Linked DNA regions of Cricetulus griseus: region 1 is linked to region 2. The links are chromatin contacts, called in public Hi-C maps. All regions are on one chromosome and are shown on one strand. Each heading gives the region's core, a stretch centred on a gene start, on an enhancer-like site or on the middle of the called end of the contact. The rest is flanking DNA. Distances are from core to core; before and after follow the strand shown.

Region 1 (2,700 bases), core at 37-2,536, 75 kb before region 2:
GCTCCTGTCTCTACTGCAAATCACTAATGAAGAAGCCGAAGGGCCTGCTTGCTTCCACAGGCCTCTGACAGTGATGGAGAGGAGCTATGGGGCCCCCACTCCTGACTCCTCCCAGCCACCTGATTCCACTGTGGCTCTGTGGGATAGCTGTGGTCTGCAAAGACACCATGGCTTCAGACGCTGGCCTTGGTGACTTAACTGCTGGCTTGGTGCCCAGTCAGAAGGATGCACTGTAGTCATGACAGGTGATGGAGGTGAAAATTAAAGGCATACAGAGGGACGGGGAGAGGAAGGGCTTGGCTGCAGATTTTTCAATTCCCCCAGCTGAGTATAAGTCATTAAAAAGGGGAACTTCATACTCTCCCAATTCTTCCGTTATTTTTATACCACCCTCAAAGGGATTCAAGATTGAATAACGTAAAAACAGTTTGCTTTTGGTGTCCAGCAGAGTACAGGCATGAGAATGCTAATCTGTGGATCTAAAATTGTCCTTGAATGTATCTTTGCTTTCTTTCCTTCCTTCACTAGGTTTTTGTTGTTAGTTTTTTGATAATTATCCTATTATGTAGTCCAGGCTGGCTTGGAACCTCTTATGAGGTCCACGTTGGCCTCCAACCCATAATCCTTCTGTTTCAGGTTCCCAGGTGCTGAGATTACAGGCATGTTTCACTAGTTCAAGTATCTGTTGAATACATGCAGACCCCGTGTCAAGTACTGTGGATGCAGCCTTGAGTGAGAAAGGCCTGGGCTCTGATCTCTAGACCTGATGGGGAGTGAGGGCTCAGGAATGCCCAGTTATATAGTGCTAATAGGGGTTTCACAGGGTGGTAAGGAGGTTCCTAAGAAGAAGCCCAGACTCAGTCTTGACCATTCCAGAGGTTGAGCCTGCCAGACAAGCACAGGTGTCTAGGTAGGGAGGTGGGTGTAGAGGGAAAACTGGAAACGATAGGCTCCACTGTGCTGCAGCCAGAGGGAAACCCTCAGCTGGAGTGGCGCCTCACACCTGTAATCCCAGAATTTAGGATGCCAAGGAAGGAGGATCAATGTGAGTTTGAGGCCAGCCTGGGCTGTAGAGTGTCCAAAACAAAACAAACACACAAAAAACAAACAATGACAATGGCAAAAAGGAAACCTCAAGATCTGAGCGTCTCAGTAGTTTAATTCAAGAAAAGCTCTCTTTTTTTTTTTTTGTTCCCATGAAGTTTGCTGCTGTCCTCCATGGGTGACTCAGTGACCCAGGCTAGCAATGACTCCCGGGTCACACATGGTGTTTGGTGAGTCATATTGTCTGTGCCGCTACACAGAATGAGTTATGTGGGGAAACTACCGGTAGCTTCAAGTGGCTGGAACGTACTGTGTGTAGGGTGGGCTGTGGGACAGGGAATCAAATAGGGCTGAGGGCAGTCACATTGGGCCCGGGAAGCCACCTCAGATGCTGAGGAGTTTGAGGAGGACAGGAAAAGACTTCTTAGGAAGGAAACATCTTAGAAAGATGACATTCAGGGCTGGAGAGAAGGCTCAGAGGTTAAGAGCACTGCTGCTTTTCCTGAGGTCCTGAGTTCAATTCCCAGCAACCACATGGTGGCTCACAACCATCTATATTGAGATCTGGTGCAAGCATGCAGACAGAATTCTGTATACATAGTAATAATAATAATAATAATAATAATAATAATAATAATAATAAAAAGATCATGTTCTTATTTGGGCTAGAGATGGGCAAGCAAGATTATAGACCAGATCAAGAGGGGCTATGGAGATGGCTACACTAATGTGAAGACCAGAGTTCAGATCTCTGGAGCCTATGTAAATGCTAAGTGGGCAAAGCTGAGAAGGCGGAGATAGGCGATCTCCAAAGCAAACTGGCTGTCTAAGCTAGTCATATCGGCGGAGAGCTCTGGGTTTGATTGAGAGATCTTGACTGAGGTGGAGAGCCACCAATGACGATTTTCAACCTCACCCACTGGCCTCCACGTGCCCCTGTGTGCGCACACGTGCCACCACGAGCATATAAATCCGCACACGTGAACCTCACACACGGGAAAATGGAAAGAGAAAAAAAGAAAACTTTTACAATTCGTGGGCGAGAGATGGTGGTGTCCTGAAGAAGGATGGGGCTGTGGGGATGAAAGGGGCAGATGTCTCCGGACTCTATTGAGAACATAGGCTGGCCCCAGAGCCCTCATTCTGGTTAGTTCCCAGTACGGTGACATTGTTCTTTTTACATTTGCATGATTGCGTGTGTGTGTGTGTGTGTGTGTGTGTGTGTGTGTGTGTGTGTGTGTGTGTGTGTGTGTGTGTGCATAGGCCCATGTAAGTACAGAAGGGGTGAGAGAAGGGGTGGGAGGTAGGGCTCACATATTGGAGGCCGAGCAACTAGAGGAGGGTTCTATTCACCTATGCAGGCATTGCAGAAGTAAATTTAGGGGAGAGACAATATGGTCTGTTGAGGACTTACTCGATTTCAGCAGAGGGAGAAGTCCAGACATTTGGACCAAGGGGCTGAAGCCCAAGAAGACAGGCTGCTGGTGTTGTTTGCAAGTCATAAATATATGCGTGGATACTGAAGTCATGAATGTATGAGTGGATATTGAAGTCATGACATTGCAAAGTTGAATGAAAAGCTACCTGCTCCCAGGGAGGCAGGGGCCTGCTGCAGGGTGGGGCTAGGCAAGTAAGCAACTGGAATTCAAGGTGAGT
Region 2 (2,700 bases), core at 51-2,550:
ACCACACATGTTAATTATTAGTCCCAGCACAGAGATCAGTTTAGCTTTTTCAAAGTCCCAACAGAGGATGTATAAAGTAATGTTTCCCGAATTCAGTGTTTTCTTTCACATAAATGTCCAGACTCTCATCTTGGGGGAGAAATATCATGTAAGCCAGTTTCACGCCGTCCAGCTTTGATCTCTGTGCCTTGGTAAAGGTGTTGCTGGCTTTTCTGGGTCGGAGAGTAATGTTCTTCTACAAAACTATCACATTACTACTGAGTTGGCAGAGTGTGTTCTTTTGGAGTTACACTTTCTTTGTTTTTGCACCAGTGTTGTAAGGGAAGTTGCTGATGGTGACTGTGAAGATGGACAAGCCATGTCACTGGGACTTGGTCTGTCTCTGTCTATTCAACCTGTCCTCTCCTGCAGGATGCCTCCCTGCAGGCAGGCTCATGGATCTGTGCTTGTCAGGCTTGGCTCTGATTTGAAGTCTCACTCTGAGCATCTGTACTCTACGAAGGCATGAACTTTTTCTTTCACTTCCTTTCTTCTATGGGTGATGACCTGCCTTCTCTCTGAGAAGGAATCTGAAGGTCACTGAGTGTCAACATTGCCAACCTTCTCAGGCTTAAACAGAAAGGTACGCGTGTCGGGGGCAGAGCTGGCTGATCACCCAAGGGTCTGGAGACTGGGGATGACAGCAATTGTTCTTAGGTGCCACATGTATTTCTGCCTGAGGGCTCTGTGTACTAGCCTTCAAAGGACTGTCATTATTATTTTCTCTGGAGCGTTCTTTACCATCTACCCCTGAAGGAGGTTAAGAGGAGGGCGTGGAAGCTAGCGCTGGGAGTCCTTGAGGAAGAAGGCCTTTGGAGGTTTTGCAGAAGTCAGGTCCTCATTACTGCGTTCTGTCAAAGGGAGGCGAAAGCCTGTGGGAGCTGGGCAAAGAGCTTTGGGTCAAACTGGGCCAGCCACTGACACAACGGTGGCCTCAGACTGCAGCTCCAGTCTGGGTCTCTGGCCACTCACAGCATGGCTTCAGGACCCCAGGGCGCTTTGGTGGACAGTGGATAGGGACAGAGGCTCCCAAACGCCTTAATCTCCCCGCCCATGCTCCTCCACGGAAAAAACAAAACAGGCTTGCGAGATCCTGCGTCCGAAGACATCACTGCTGCGCTGAACGTCACCCTCGCTCTGGGCTTTGCGGGAGAGCGCACCGGACGGAGGAGGATGGTTCAGCGCGGGCTGAGCTGGAAGGGGTTCTCTGCACGTCCGGCCGCCGCCTTCGTGTCGCTGCCTCCCTGGCTGTGCAGCGCCTCGGGGGTGGCGGCCCTGCGGCCGAGCAGAGGATGCGCTTACATAACCGCTCGCCGGGTCCTGCTGCCTCGCGCTCTCGGGAGCCGCGGGCGGGGCGCGCCGCGGGACCGCGATGCTGCCGGGACAAGCACGGCTGGGTCCCGGCCGGCCGGGCAGGCGGAGGAGCGCGAGCCGCGGCAGGAGGAGGGCGCCGGCAGCGGGGGAGGTGAAGGTCAGTGGGTGTGAAGCGCGCGATCCACACCCCCTCCTCCCCGTCCCCTCCTTCTCTTCCTCTCCGTCCCCCTCTGACGTGTGGAGCTGGCAGCTCGGCCGGTTCCGCATTCCCGACCCCTCCCCGCCGCGACTCAGGGCCCGCTATATAGCCGGGGCTGATGCAACCCGTCCCTGCCGCCCGCCACAGCCTGCGGGGAGGGACGCTCGCGCGGGGCCGCGACGGGGCGGCCGCTGCGGCGACAGAGGCTGCGCGGCGGCGGGGCTGCGCCGCGGCGGCTCCCGCGCCGACGGGCCTGGCAGCGGGCGGCAGAGGCGCGGAGTGGGCACGGCGCCTGCAGCCTGGTTCTGGGCCCGGGGGCGCCGCCTCCGCCAGCGGCTTCTGCACGGTGGGTCCCCGGGGGAGGCGGGGGGAGTAGGCGGGGCGCGCGGCCGCGGGCACCTGGGGCGGCCACCGTCGTAGTAGCTACCGCTGGGGACTCCCACCGACCCGGGGCCCCGAGCTCTCTACGGGAGAGCTGCAGGCGCTGCCCACCCGTGGTTTCCCGGGCTGGGCCGGGCAGTCCTGTGTGAGGCCGGGACAGCGGGGCGCTCCCTCCTCGTTCTCCTCCCCCAGTGCGTGTGCTGGGAGGTGCTGTGCACGGACCGCGGAGAGGGCGGGGTGAGCGGGAGAAAACTGTCGTGGAGACTGCGGGGGAACTCGAGGGGGCATGCACGCCCCAGACCTGCTGACAGGTCGCGCCCCAATACCGGGAGGGTATTGGGAAAGGTATCTAACCAACAGTGCTTTCTTTGCTAAGGACCATTGCTGCAGGCTCTGGCTGGGTTAGGAGGGAACCACGGGGTAGTCCCGGGTCCCCTTGGGATCTTGCACATCAGGTTACATAAGAAGGTAAGCAGGCTTCTTTAGGTAACATCCCGGTTTTAGAAGGAACTCATCCGTCTCTCTTCTCCAAGAAGTCTAGGCCTTGCATCTGGACACCTGGATCCTGGGGTGGCAGGGATAGGCTTTGCCTGGATCTCCGGGGGAGTGGGCAAACCTGGGAAGCCTTGGCTCATTTGCAGAAATGGATGGGCCATTTGGGGATAGCGGTGGAGAGACTGGTGCAAGGAGGGAATCTATTGACTGAGACAGCTCCAGCTAGATTGCCCAGCCCTAGTGTGGTGGAGTGGCATCTCCCCGGTGGCAGT

Evidence for each region. Hi-C and Micro-C count contacts between places; a contact is called where the count stands out from the background.
Region 1: a contact with region 2 is called in a Hi-C map of the CHO-K1 cell line, with 2.8 times the contacts expected there. The contact joins the enhancer-like site here to the promoter of Jdp2 in region 2. A contact is called at or near these places in 2 of 8 Hi-C or Micro-C datasets (the CHO-K1 cell line and liver).

Annotation. Positions count from the first base shown.
Region 1 is chr5:118,268,242-118,270,941 of CriGri-PICRH-1.0, reverse strand. No RefSeq gene overlaps it. Among named protein-coding and RNA genes, the nearest start is that of Fos, 46 kb to the left of the region's middle. Within about 2 kb of position 1,286, at least 3 of the 6 cell types and tissues checked have open chromatin away from gene starts, as enhancers often do. A contact at or near this core is called in the CHO-K1 cell line, where this site is marked.
Region 2 is chr5:118,193,180-118,195,879 of CriGri-PICRH-1.0, reverse strand. Jdp2 (jun dimerization protein 2) reads left to right here and starts at 1,300. Exons shown (of 6, transcript XR_004770126.1): 1 at 1,300-1,510.